Regions from separate parts of the Hordeum vulgare genome. Here regions 1 and 3 are each linked to region 2. Evidence: chromatin contacts called from public Hi-C data. All regions are on one chromosome and are shown on one strand. Each heading gives the region's core, a stretch centred on a gene start, on an enhancer-like site or on the middle of the called end of the contact. The rest is flanking DNA. Distances are from core to core; before and after follow the strand shown. Region 1 holds the start of LOC123426632. Region 2 holds the start of LOC123426635 (histidinol dehydrogenase, chloroplastic). Region 3 holds the start of LOC123430245 (arogenate dehydratase/prephenate dehydratase 6, chloroplastic-like).

Evidence for each region. A called contact is a pair of places that touch in the nucleus more often than the background predicts.
Region 1: a contact with region 2 is called in a Hi-C map of seedling, with 4 times the contacts expected there. The contact joins the promoter of LOC123426632 here to the promoter of LOC123426635 in region 2. A contact is called at or near these places in 2 of 6 Hi-C or Micro-C datasets (leaf and seedling) and 1 of 1 datasets of contacts at active chromatin or transcription factors (embryo).
Region 3: a Hi-C map of seedling shows a contact between it and region 2, with 4 times the contacts expected there. The contact joins the promoter of LOC123430245 here to the promoter of LOC123426635 in region 2. A contact is called at or near these places in 3 of 6 Hi-C or Micro-C datasets (leaf and seedling) and 1 of 1 datasets of contacts at active chromatin or transcription factors (embryo).

Annotation. Positions count from the first base shown.
Region 1 is chr2H:454,562,717-454,567,059 of MorexV3_pseudomolecules_assembly, reverse strand. LOC123426632 reads left to right here and starts at 2,296. Exons shown (of 2, transcript XM_045110491.1): 1 at 2,296-3,217; 2 at 3,458-3,980. The coding sequence starts at 2,779. The coding sequence ends at 3,663.
Region 2 is chr2H:455,446,159-455,450,788 of MorexV3_pseudomolecules_assembly, reverse strand. It overlaps LOC123426635 (histidinol dehydrogenase, chloroplastic), which reads left to right and starts at 3,152. Exons shown (of 15, transcript XM_045110496.1): 1 at 3,152-3,305; 2 at 3,381-3,506; 3 at 3,610-3,722; 4 at 3,810-3,862; 5 at 3,945-4,017; 6 at 4,326-4,427; 7 at 4,503-4,604. The coding sequence starts at 3,407.
Region 3 is chr2H:454,889,609-454,894,007 of MorexV3_pseudomolecules_assembly, reverse strand. It overlaps LOC123430245 (arogenate dehydratase/prephenate dehydratase 6, chloroplastic-like), which reads left to right and starts at 1,856. Exons shown (of 1, transcript XM_045114120.1): 1 at 1,856-3,534. The coding sequence starts at 1,915. The coding sequence ends at 3,300.

The DNA of each region.
Region 1 (4,343 bases), core at 1,047-3,546, 880 kb after region 2:
TAAATCATAAGTGAAAATAAAACCGTTGGTTTTCTAAACTAAACCGAAGAGTTATCCCTAGATCAAATCTAAACCATCCAACTAAGATCTAAGGGCTATAAACGAAAAAAATAAAACAACAGAAAGTAGAGGAGAGCTACCGTGCTGTGGAGTAGCTCCGGCAAGAAGAAGATGGTGACGTCGCCGGCGAGGGGGAGGAGGGGGCTCCGGGGCGTTGGAGGGGATGGGGCGGCGGCGGCGGGGCAGTCCTCCTCCTCGAGGGAGGCGCTCGGGGGAGAGGGGCGACTGACGGGGTGGCGCTGCTCCAGGGCCGAAGGTGGCAGTGCTGCTGCTCCGGCGGGCGGGCTTGGGCGGCGAGGGGACGGGGCGGGGTGGCGGCGATGGTGGGAACGGGGGCGGCTCGGGTGGGGTGTTATATAGGCCACGGGAGGGGTGGGCTAAGGAAGGAGTAGAGAAGATCAGGGAAGGAAATCCCGAGCTTGGCTCGGTCTTGGCCTCGAGCAGTAGAATAGGAAGGGGAGGAAGGTGGTGACCGACGGGAGAGAAGGCTCGGGTGGTGGGGTCCACTGGCCATAGAGAGGGAGGCGGTGGAGAGTGGGGCGGGCGGCCGATATTTACGGGATTCAGATCCCAGGACAGGAGATTTCGGCCCAGGCTATAAGGCGCTCGGGGGCGGCGGTTTCTAAAGAAAAGAAAAAGTCCTTTCCTATTTCTAACTTTTTCCGAGACAGAAAATAAAAACGAATAAAAAGGAAATAAATCAAAATATTAATATAGGGTATTATATACCAAAAAAATCAGAAAAATATTCTCTACCCGAATAACATTTTTCCAAAGCAAAAATAAAAACTTTAAAAAATGTTTTTTCAGAAATTTCCAAATTTGCTTTATTTCTTTTTGCAAATAATCTTTGGGTTTTCTTGGCTCCAATATTTCAAACATTTGCTCGCACTTTGGAGGGTCATTTTCCTCCGCTCTCTCTCTTGCGTGCAAGAGAGTATTTTCTCCGGGCATTTTCTCGCGCGAGGAAAAATGGAAATGCAAAACCAAAAAAAGACGAAGGAACTTCACGTGCTAAATTTATTTCAATCAACATGCATAGATGCTTAGCTACAATGTAAAACATTCCCAATTAGGAAAATTGGGATGTTACACAGATCCACTCGGGCCGCACCGCGGTGTATGCACCATGCCGCCTCTCCCTCCGCGGCTGCGTCGCTGGTGCTCAGGGCCCACGGGGCTGTGGGCGGCGCGAGCCCCAGGGGCCGCCGGAGAAGCGCGCCCGCGGCCCTCTGCGCCATGAGCTTCGGTGGCCTTGAGAGAGGAACACGGACGGTAGGGGAGCGGCGGCGGCGAACAGGAAGGAGCTGCCGGGCCGACTGGACCGAGAGGTCAACCACCACGAGCTCGCGGCGGCCGTTGGCGGCGAACCGGAAGGAGCTGCCAGAGGCACCGAGGAAGTAGAGGACCTCCCCCGGGGGCACGACGGGGGAGATGATGTCCGAGACGGCGATGCGGAACCAGCGGCCGGACGGCCCGTGGAAGCCCCGTAGCGCGGCGCCGCGGGGCGGGAGCTTCTTGAACACAAGGAGCCACGCGGCGGCCGGGGCGGGGCCGGACGAGACGGAGGATAGGTGGTAGAAGCGGCGGAAGTCCGGGGAGGAGATGAGGTGGGACAGGGGACGGGCGACGGAGCGGACACGGAGCAGCTCCGGGAGCGCGAGGCGGATGAGGCGGGAGTGGGTGAGATTGTGTGGAGGGGTCGGGTGGGGGGAGGGGGAGTGGGTGGTTCGGGTGTTTTTTTTTTATAACGAGGTGGGTGAGATTGTGAGGTTTTTCTTTTTTCATGAAATTGTGAGGTTATTTTTTATAACGAGAGTGGGTGAGGTTTTTTTTATACCGGGAGTATGTTCTTATTTTTCTTTTTTTACCTTTTCCGTGTCTACCATGTTTATTTGTACAATATAGAATATTTGATTCTATTTTGACTACTTCCTCCATTCCTAATTATAAATCTTTTTAAATTTTCAAATATAAATAACATATGGATCAAAATGTCTATATGCATTCGTATGTAGTGCATAAAAGACGTATATTTAGGCACGGAGGGAGTATACAGACAATAAATATCCCATATGTTCTTTACTAAGAAATTCACCATGTTGATTGCATTGGATGTGTGATTTTTGTTAATTATGAGCAGGAAATTTTCGATGTACGGTTATTCGTGCGTTGCACGTGCATGCTTACTGGTCATGAAGTAAAGTACCATCCAACGGTAGCTGACGTGGTGAACGAGGCCACACTAAAAACTCAGCTAGCTGAGTTCTAGCAACACCAATAAAGAAATATAAATGTATATACTTAATTTGTGGAGGAGAGGCAGTCATGCTTCAATAATTGACAGGCCAATCACCTCAGGTTACAATGATTCCATGTGTATATCTGCCGTGCCGTTCTCATCTCACCTTTTCTCGGGTACAAGTCACTTCCCAGTTGCTTCTGGCTTCGATTGTGCTCCTCGCCTTTGAAAATTCGGTTCTCCTTGCTTTAATTGTGCCCTGTTTCGCCTTCGTCTCGGCTGGTTCTTATATGGCCATAGGATCAGCTGCAGCTGCACACGGCATGCTCTGCTCTGCATGGACAACCTCCGCGTCCGGCTCCCGTGCACCTTGCCGCCGGCAGCCGTGATCCTTGCGCGCGCCGTCTGATCGCCCGGGTGTTTGGACTTTGGAGCTGTTCTGCGGCAGCGCTTGCCGGTCACCGCCAGCACGGGCGATGCCTCCTCACGCGCCTTCCTTCGACAAGAGCTGCTCCGGCGACCGGCAAAGGCAGGAGGCAGGAGGGCAGCTGCTGCGAGGCCCGGGGCAGCGGTCGGCGTCGTTCCACGGGCGCGGGACGGAGCAGCGGCACCAGCTGGCAAAGCAGAGGCCCAAGACGCAGCCGGACCTGCTCGCCGGCGTGAGGGGCAGGAACTTCCGGGCCGCAGACGACGGCGAGCCGCTGGCGGTCCGGAGGACGCCGAGCAAGGTGCTGGTGAACGTGACCGTGCAGAGGAGCCTGTGGCCGCTGAACGTCATGGCGTCGGCGGAGTGGAGCGTGGCGGACCTCGTGGCCGCCGCCGTGGGGATCTACGTCAAGGAGGGCAGGCGGCCCTTGCTGCCATCGACCGACCCGTCCACCTTCGGCCTGCACTACTCCCAGTTCAGCTTGGAAAGTAAGTTTGTTGCATCTCAAGACCACGGTACCCTCTGCATTTTTCATCCCAGAATTGCACACCACACCACAGAACTATCAAAGTGTGGAAAGTCAACCCAAATCGCTAATAGCCCCACTGAGAGCGTCAAGTCGGTGACAACAACCAGTGATCATTTAGTGAGCATCATCTGCATCATTCAGTAAGATAAGAGAAGGATCATCCACTGATCATGTAAAATGTTTTGGACTCATTGCTTAGGTTTGGACCCGAGGGAGAAGGTGATGGAGCTAGGGTCCCGGAGCTTCTTCCTGTGCCCGAGGTCCTCCTCGGCCGCCATCCAGACCTCCTCATCTTCCTGCTCCTCTGCCGGAGCAAGCGGTGTCAGGAACGCCGGGGAGGCGCCTACGTCAGCAGGCGAACCGCCGGCTTGGCTGCGCTACATGCCGTTCTGGCCGACCATGTAGCGCGTCATCATCCATGATGATCACTGCCCACCCTCAGTCCATTTCTCGAATTGTTTCAGAGGATAAGACCGTAGCGTGCTGGTGCCTGATAGTATCCCATTGTTTAGGCGGAAACGTCACGATCCACTCGGCTCGGCCACGCCACGCAGATTCAGATAGTACGAATATCAGATGCGTGATTAGGACAGTTCCCGAGACCACGTCCGGGCAATTAAGATTGTTATAGACTACACTACATACAGAAATGTGTAATTATTGAATTTTGTACTATCTGATTATGGATGCAAGTACTAGTCAGTAGAGGAGATTGACCTGTATGGATCACATATGCAAGTGGGCAAGTGGGAAGGAAACTACGTGCGTGCTACTAGCTGCTCTGAATCCCCCCTTCTTGCGTGAAGAAGAGATTGTGCCGGCATCAGTTGCAGATGCCACCGTCGGCACATTCTTCTGGGTCAAAATCGACGAATGTACTCAATTTACTTAACCGTCACAACACCAGACATCTAACGAAAGATTGAAAGAACATCTGAAATTGTCTCTCGCATTTCGTTTACAAATCTCAGCAGCAACTCATTAGGGTTCAGGAGGTCAGAATGCCAGACTGGGACTGCATGCCTACATGGCTACATATATCAGGGTTCAGGAGGCCACAGCAAAGTTAACAAATTGCATTCAGT
Region 2 (4,630 bases), core at 1,903-4,402:
CTAGTGATCAAAGTCGAGGTTGTTCTTAGGAAAATGATTCGGAACGGAATGTCTCTATTAAACTCTCATTGCTTATAGATAGTTAGATACATAGTTGTGTCCTTTGGGGTTGGTGTCATTGCTCAATCCAATAGTTGGCGTCCTTGCTCTTCCTTTGGGGTTCCATAGTTGGTACAACAATTGTATGTTCACCTGAACATTTCAAACATATCATGATGTCAGTATTGGAAACTTCCTTCTGTCTAGATTAATATAAGGAAAAATGCCTACTCATGATCAATTTTTATTACTAAAGATGAAAAAGGCATTCGAGAGATAGATGGGGACCCTCCTAGTTTCCTTTTGGAGCATATTAAATTCAAAAAAACCTTAAGAATAATATAGAATAACCTCGAAGATAAGGGACATGTCAAATTCAAATGCACAAAAACCATCGCACAAAAATCAAAATCAAAATCTAGCATTTCATCTAAACCATCAAGGCATTTAAGAAGAGCAAGCATACCTAAGAAAACATAACAGAAAAAACAAAAACAAAATCTAGCTAAAATGTAATCTAATGAATATCTGCATCTAATGAAGCTGAAATAAAAATGATTCTACACGGAAAGAATATGTTCCCGGACATGTGGGTCTCACCTCTGTAGCCAAGACCCCTTTATTGTGTGCAAAGAAAAATCATGAACATAGTCATAGGACAACAAAAATGTTGCACTCCTTTACTAAATGATTTTTGGCAAACAAAGAGTTACATTAAAAAATGTACTACCTCCGTCCAGAATTACTTGTGGCACAAATGTATAAAAATGGATATATCCAGAATTAAAATACATCTAGATATATTTGTTCCTATGACAAGTATTTCCGTACGGAGCAGTACATCATAAGACCAAGTTTTCTTATTCACCAAATTTCATTGGAGCTCTAGAGATCTAAAATTTGAACGAAAAAAGGTTCAAACATGAGGATCTCTGCTAATCCAAGCTTATGAACCGGCATGAGAATCTTTGAGATCATGAGGTGCATGCAACTACTCAGTAATCTTGTTGAGCATATGTGGATCCACAATGGAATGAGCTAATATTTAAATTGTGCACCTAAAATTAATTTTATATAAGAACTATGTATTTTTTGGTACCAACATTTGCTATTTATGTGATGCATTAGCATGTATGATGGACATGCATAAATTTTCATGGATTTGAGACTCCGATTTGAGGTATATGGTTGTCGGGTCCGAGATATGAGGGGTTGTTTAGATGCCTCCGCGCAAATGCCTGAACGGGTCCACGGAAGTTTGAGGTGCTGGATTTTTCAAATCTGGCTATAGATATTATGAGAAAGCAACAATGGATATTTCCTATGGGGAAGAAAGCGGGTTGTTGGTTGATGTCTAGGAGCAGAGATAAAACATTTTTTAATAATTGCGAGTCTAGTAAACTCTATGAGAAAAATTGTAAATATTCCACTAAGACTTGTTTGAAATGGGGCTATTTTTGTGACGATGCCAAAAAGAGCCTAAACCTAGCAAAAAGTCACTTTGATGGACGGGTGCATTGGAGCCCTTTATTTTGAATAGTGTCAAAATGGTATTTTGATGTTTCAAAAAATTCTAAAAACAATTTCACATGTTCATATGTATGTATGTTACACATGTGAAAATTTTGATGATGAAACAAGTAACCATGTGAGTTACACAGAAATGATAAAATCATGAATTTAAAAAGATGAACAATGCATGTATTATTCACTATTAAGAAATTGTCTTTTTGTCATTTTTGTATAGCTCACATGTTTACTTGTTTCATCACCAAACTTTACACATGTATAATATCCAATCATATGATCATGTAGAATTCTGTTCGGATTTATTCATTGAAAATTTAAATCTGATTTTTAAACTATTTAAAATAAAGTCCTCCAATGTATCCATGTTCCAAAAATGCACTCTCCTAAACCTAGACCGTATATTGTGTTAGGGTAAACACCGCAAAATGTTGTAGATGTATCTTTTGTATCAGTCAGTTTTCACCCATTTCAATATTTTATAAGGTTTTTTTCTTTTATGAAAATTCCAAATGGAGGCCGAACTTCATGGAGGTTTTAATATGAAACTTCAAACTCAAAAAAATAGTTTGGAAAAATTCTGAAAAAATTGCAGGCTTTTTAGACTGATGTAGGTGTAGATGTGTGTAAATTTTTAGCCAAAAAAATAGTTCAAACCTAGAGAGATGATGTAGATGTGTGTAAATTTTCAGGTGAAAATACGTTCAATGGGAGCTATACAAAAGTAAATCCGGGCTTTTTAGCATATGCATTGTTCATCTTCAAAGTCCATGTTTTTTTGCGCAGCTTACAATTGAAGTTATTTGATCTGAAAATTTACACACATACACATTGCATCCTTGTATACCTGTGTATTTTCTCCAGATCTTTTTGAAACTAAAAAAATTTGAATTTTAAAAAATAGAAAAATCAAGGCCTCCGTGTAGCTCGGTCTTGAAAATGCCCCACTCCTATATTTCAAGACTACATTTTAAAACATTTATAGCAAAAATGATTTATTTTTAGGGGCGTGTTACACCTTCATTGGCTGATCTTTTTGAAATATTAGCCAGCTCGCGAGCAGTTAGATTTCCCGCATCGAGCGAGCCGCATCTTAATCATTGCAACACAGGTCTTGTTGCAAAATTATATCTGCAACATTTTTCTTGTTGCAGATTTTTTTGCAACAACTGTTTTGTTATAAAAGAATTATAACTTAGATTTTTGTTGCAGATATTTTTTTACAACCGAGGTCTTGTTATAAAAAAATTCATAACAAAGATTTTATTGCAAAACATAAACCTGTTGTAAATAATTGCAACACCGTATATATTTTAAAAACATACTCCATGTTGCACCAACGCGTCCGACGAATGATGGTATGGTCCTCACTTGAATGTGTGTCATGCAAGAAAGGTGACGGATGGGACGCTACGATCCGCCAGGTGATGGTAATCTTTTCCCTTATTTTTAAGTGTGTTTTTGCAACCGGATTGAGCCAAGATGTTGAGCCCACCGTCCGAACTGCAAATGTGTGTGGCAGCACTCGGGCCGCCTAGGCTCGGCCCATCAAAATAAGCATCGCCACCTACGGCCTATCCAGCGCCGCCACTCTCTCGTTTTCCCCATCCCTTGAGACGGCGCCTCCTTTGCCGGAGCACTCAGCACAGTAGACCACGGTCACGGACATCGGCGACCTCCTTCACAGCGTCGCTTTGCCGCCGGCCGTAGAAACCCTTCACCGCCGCCGTTTGGTTTCGGTTCGTCTCCCTACCTTCCGTTCGGCTTAACCATAGCGTATCTTCCCCCATGCTTCTGATTCTCCAACGCCCCAGAAACAGAATTGAATCGGGCTCTGTTGATGGGCAGCTTGCGCGCTCCGCCTCAGCTCGCCGGCGGTACCAGCCTCGGTCGCGGTTACCGGCTCTGTCTTGCCTCCTCCGGGGTCCCCAAATCCAAAGGTGCGAGCTTTTGACTTGCGTATTCTGTTGTTGTTAGCCTTTGGTTCCTAAGCTAGTTGGATAAGATTCTCTGGACTGTAATTTGCCTACTTGGTTGTTTCAGTGTTGGGTGTTAGCTGCGCGATGAAGTCCTATAGGCTGTCCGATCTCAGCGATGCCGAGGTTAGCGGCCTCAAGGCGCGCCCTCGCATTGATTTCACCTCCATTTTCAGCACGGTAAGATAATAGTGAGGTTATTCATGGGTATGGAGTTGAAATTGTGCCCTAGTCTGACATCCATGGGATTTTGATTTGTGGGATTAGGTGAATCCGATTGTTGAAGATGTGCGAGCCAGAGGTGATGCTGCGGTTAAGGAGTAAGTGTTGTGTACTGTTTGAACGTTCTGTTCATGGCCTATTGCAGAACTTTTCTTACTTTGTTGTACATGGTCTGTTCAGTTATACAGAAAAGTTTGACAAGGTCACTCTCGATAATGCTGTTGTGCGTGTTAGGGATCTCCCAGATGCAGAGGTACCCATCTTGTGATGTGCATTTACGTTCTGCACTTGTCTTGTTAATTTAACCGAAGTCACAAGCAGATAATTTTCAGTTTTTTCTCTCCACATGCCATGTTGATATATCATACATGGCTTGTTTGGTTCCTTATTTCTTCAGTTGCAGCTCGCCATTCCATTCTAGGTTTTATCTACTTGCGTTCAGATGTTTCTAATCCTTAGAAATAAGTACACCTGATGTCAGTATATTTTGTGTCCAGATTCAGATGTTTTTTTTTCATTTGCTAGATGATTTTGGCTGTCTTACCTTCATCAAATTTGCAGCTTGATCCAGCTGTGAAGGAAGCCTTTGATGTGGCATATGACAATATTTATGCCTTCCATGTTTCACAAAAGTCGCCAGAAAAGACAGTGGAGAATATGAAAGTAAGAGAATAAGAGATGCTTTGATGCCCCCATTTACGTTTTGGCCTTTCTATATGCTTATGCTTATTTGTGAAGGGTGTGAGATGTAAAAGGATAACTAGATGCATTGGTTCTGTCGGGCTGTATGTTCCAGGGGGCACTGCAGTCTTGCCTTCAACTGCATTGATGCTTGCTGTGGTATGCTCATGTTTATTCAAATACTC
Region 3 (4,399 bases), core at 607-3,106, 560 kb after region 2:
ACCAGCTCATGCAATCCTCCTCCTCCTAGGCTGACCATAGTGGGGAGTATCATATAGTAGTATCATGCATATGATACTATTGTATGATACAACATTCATAGTGCATAGTATTATAAATTAGTATCATACATGACCTCATTTATTGACATGCATGACACATAGTAGCATAGCATTTAACATGTTACGGTATCTACCTATGTTACTCTAACCCTCTCTTTCTTCTTTAATTGTGTGCCACATCAGCATGTTTGCTATTCCCAAGTACATGATACTACCTAAGTTACTCCCACTATGGCCAGCCTTAAACTTGATCCTATTAATTACTCTCGTGTGGGGTTTGGTTGCATGTTATAAATTTAAATTCATGGGTTAGCCAAACCGTGCCAGCTATTATTGTTTGGTTTATTGTAATGTTTTGTAAAGAGAGACTTGGATGGTGATTGGCTTTCTTTATGATTTGAATTATTTACTTAGCCCAATCTTTTTGTGCCTAGATTGCAGTGCTCCTTCTTAGGTGCCCAACACATGTGTAAGGAGGGAGTATGCCACATGCATGCAAGGAAAAAAAAGAGAAGAAAGAAGCTAAGTGTCATTACGACAATATGTATGCAAGTATTAAATAAGTTGCTACTCCGAGGAAATACCATTATTTTTTGCCTTGACTATTGTTAGTGGTCTTATATAGATGCAAAATATATTTTTTATAGTGGCCTTGTATATGAGAATGAGGGGAGTAATATTTCCTTGCCTTCCCATTTTTCTTTAAATGAAATATTTTATTTCTATTGACTTTTTGTGATTTGTTGAAAGAGAATTTAAAGAACAAGTGCAACTCAATCATCGAATAACCCTCATCCAATTCTCATTTGAGTGCATGGACTAAATAATACTCCCAATTATCTCTTTGTGTACTCCAACCCAGTCTCTAAGTTTCCCTCTCCACTAGTTTTGACACAATATCTACACAATATAATTTGATACAAATCAGTAATTTACATAATCAAATATACGCACACAATGCTCACCTCAATCTCTCTGGATCTTTGTATCTGTATGTTTCGCTCATGCACTCTGTTTTTTTCATCGACTATTGTTATATCTACCATCACGCCGACGTCTCTGATCTCCCCCGCACCACCATTTTCCTCAACCTCCTCGTCGTCCTCCAATCCTTCTCGTGCCACCATCTTCTTCAACCTCCTCGCTGCAGTCCCACCCCTCCTTTCTAGATCGGGCATGGCTCGGGGTAGAAGAATAGGTGGCGACGAGGAGGACAAGGTTGTTGGACTTGCTCTAACAATTTTCTTCGGTTTTTCATTTTGCGTGTAAAGTGTGTGAGATTGGTGCCACGTCGTTGTGATACCATTTTGACTAAATCAATTCGGTACCTGATGTAAGGCTGGAATCAAGCTGCAATTGTTGAATTAAGAGGTCGAGTGATATTAACATAAGTGGTCAAACCTAAACTCGGTCTATAACAAAAAGAATTAACATCGCCCATGTGCTACAATTGAACAACTTGTGATCCTTCATTCTCTAAGACTAAAACACACAACGCCTCCAAAATTATATTTTCCGAAACAGAAACGCCAAACTGGTTTGAAGCTCAGTGTGGTTTACAGGTATATTCAAGTCAGAACACTACATGATTCTACACCGGAGCAAACGTATGCACAAACGCGGGGATCATCGACCAAAACGTGGGGTATGCCTGAATTATAAATGGTTTATCCTTTTTCCTGGAAGCAGGGCACATGCATTGGCACGGGGTGCAAGTGGATTGAATCACCGGAATAACACAGACGTTGTCACGGCTCACGCGAGGGCCATCAGCCCATGAGTCGGTTGATGAATCATTGGAATAAACAAAGGACCAGAGACCCAGACTAAGACAAAGCGCCGCCTGCCTATATTATGCCCTTCCATAACCCATTCCCCTCTCAGCTTCTCGCTTTTGAAGCTGCTCCAGCAACCAGTTTCAGTTTTCTCGTTAGTTACCAGCAAATAGCAACAGAGGAGGAAGAGCTAATTGGCATGGCTGTCGTGAATATTGTCAAGCCGCCCATTGGGCAGAGTCCGAATCTACAGGGGCGTGCTCCGAGGAGGGGCAGTGTCGTGGTGAGGAGCTCGCTGCAGGGCGCCGTCGTCGGGAACAGGACGGAGTGGCTGACCAGCTGTGCGGTGCTCTCCAGCAAGGTGGCCGCGCTCGCCCCCCACTCCACCAACGGCCACCTCGCGCTGGCGGCGGCGGCGGCTTCGAACGGCGCGGTGCTGGATTTGGACCCTGTGAAGACTATTAATGGCAGCGCACGCAACCTGCCGGCGCCCCTGCGGATCGCGGACCTGTCCCCGGCGCCCATGCACGGCTCGGAGCTGCGCGTGGCCTACCAGGGCATGCCTGGCGCGTACAGCGAGAAGGCGTCCGTAAAGGCGTACCCGGGCTCCGACGCCATCCCGTGCGACCAGTTCGAGGTGGCGTTCCAGGCCGTCGAGAACTGGATCGCAGACCGCGCCGTGCTCCCGGTGGAGAACTCGCTGGGAGGAAGCATCCACCGCAACTACGACCTCCTGCTCCGGCACCGCCTGCATATCGTCGGCGAGGTGCAGCTCCCCGTGCACCACTGCCTCCTCGCGCTCCCGGGCGTGCGCAAGGAGGACGTCACCCGCGTCATCAGCCACCCGCAGGCGCTGGCGCAGTGCGAGCACACGCTCACCCGCATGGCCGGTCTCAACGCTGCCCGCGAGGCCTTCGACGACACGGCCGGCGCCGCCGAGTACGTGGCCGCCAACGGCCTCCGCGACACGGCCGCCATCGCGTCCTCCCGCGCCGCCGAGCTGTACGGCATGGAGGTGCTCGCCGACGGCATCCAGGACGACTCCGGCAACGTCACGCGGTTCGTGATGCTAGCCAGGGAGCCCATCGTGCCGCGCATGGACCTCCCCTTCAAGACGAGCATCGTGTTCGCGCACGACAAGGAGGGCACCTCCGTGCTCTTCAAGGTGCTATCCGCCTTCGCCTTCCGTGACATCAGCCTCACCAAGATCGACAGCCGGCCTCACCGGCCCATCCGCCTTGCCGCCGACGATGCCGGCAGCGGCACCGCCCCGAAGCAGTTCGAGTACATGTTCTACGTGGACTTCCAGGCCTCCCTCGCCGACCCGCGCGTGCAGAATGCACTTGCTGAGGTGCAGGAGTTCACGTCATTCTTGCGCGTGCTCGGGAGCTACCCCATGGACATGACACCTATGGCTGCCGGCGTTGCCTCATCCGATTCATCGTCGGCTTATTCGTCTTCTTGATTGGATTCGATCGAGTTAATTTAATCGCCATCGAGTAATTAATCGCGTTCTTCATTTTTCTTGTCGTGTCACAGTACGTGTAATAGTGCCAGTTGAGCTGATTAGACCTTAGGGCGATGCTCTGCGCGGGCGCGCCGGCCGCGCGCAGGCCGCCCGATTTGCCAGCTGTAGATGGGCGTGTTGTTAGATTTTCATGCAATATATTTTTTTAATGCAACAAATTTCGATGATTATGTAGCAATTTTTGTTAACGATTGCAACAATAAAAATAATTGTATCAAAAAAAATATCTACGTGATCGTAGCAAAATCGAAGAAGATGATGCGTCATAGCAAAAGTCAAACGCCAGTTGTAGCAAAATATCTACGTGACGTGTATACAACTTTTTTAATGAACGGTTGCAGCAAAAAATGATGCCGGTTGTAGCAAAAAATAACATAGTTATAGCAAAAGTCAAAACGCCGGTTGCAGCAAAAATTCAACAAACTCGAGTTACAACTAAACATATATGCAGTTTTTTACTGAACAAATGTAGTAACTAAAAAACGCTTGTAGCAAATATGAACGCTGGTTGCAATAAATTTAGACGAGAAAAAAAAACTGCATGAAAAACATTTGTATCAAAATAACACATGGTTGCAGCAAATTTGACGAAAAAATATTTCATGCACGTGCCAACGAAGCGCGCGGCCCGCGAATCGACCGACGCGCCGGGTGAAAGCGTTTACCTTGTGAGATAGATAAACTCTTGTCCTTCTCAGCTTCTTTTATTTTTCACATGTTTTATTTGTTTTTCCCTGGTTATCATAGATTTGTGCAAAAAATTAAAAGTGACAAAGAAAATAAGAAAACGATAGAAACCCCGAGTATGAAATAAAAAACCATAGAAAAAAGGGAGAAAACAAAAAATGTGTAAAAACCAGGAAAAAACAAATAAAACATGTGAAAACAAAGAAGCTCAGAATGTAAAAAAAGAACCTGAGAAAGAAAGAAATAAAATTGAAGTAAACCTAAGAGGAAGCAAAAAAAATCGAAAAAAGAATAAGATAAAAATGGAAAAGAAAAAGGAAAGACAGCTGGATCAGGGTTTTTTCTATTT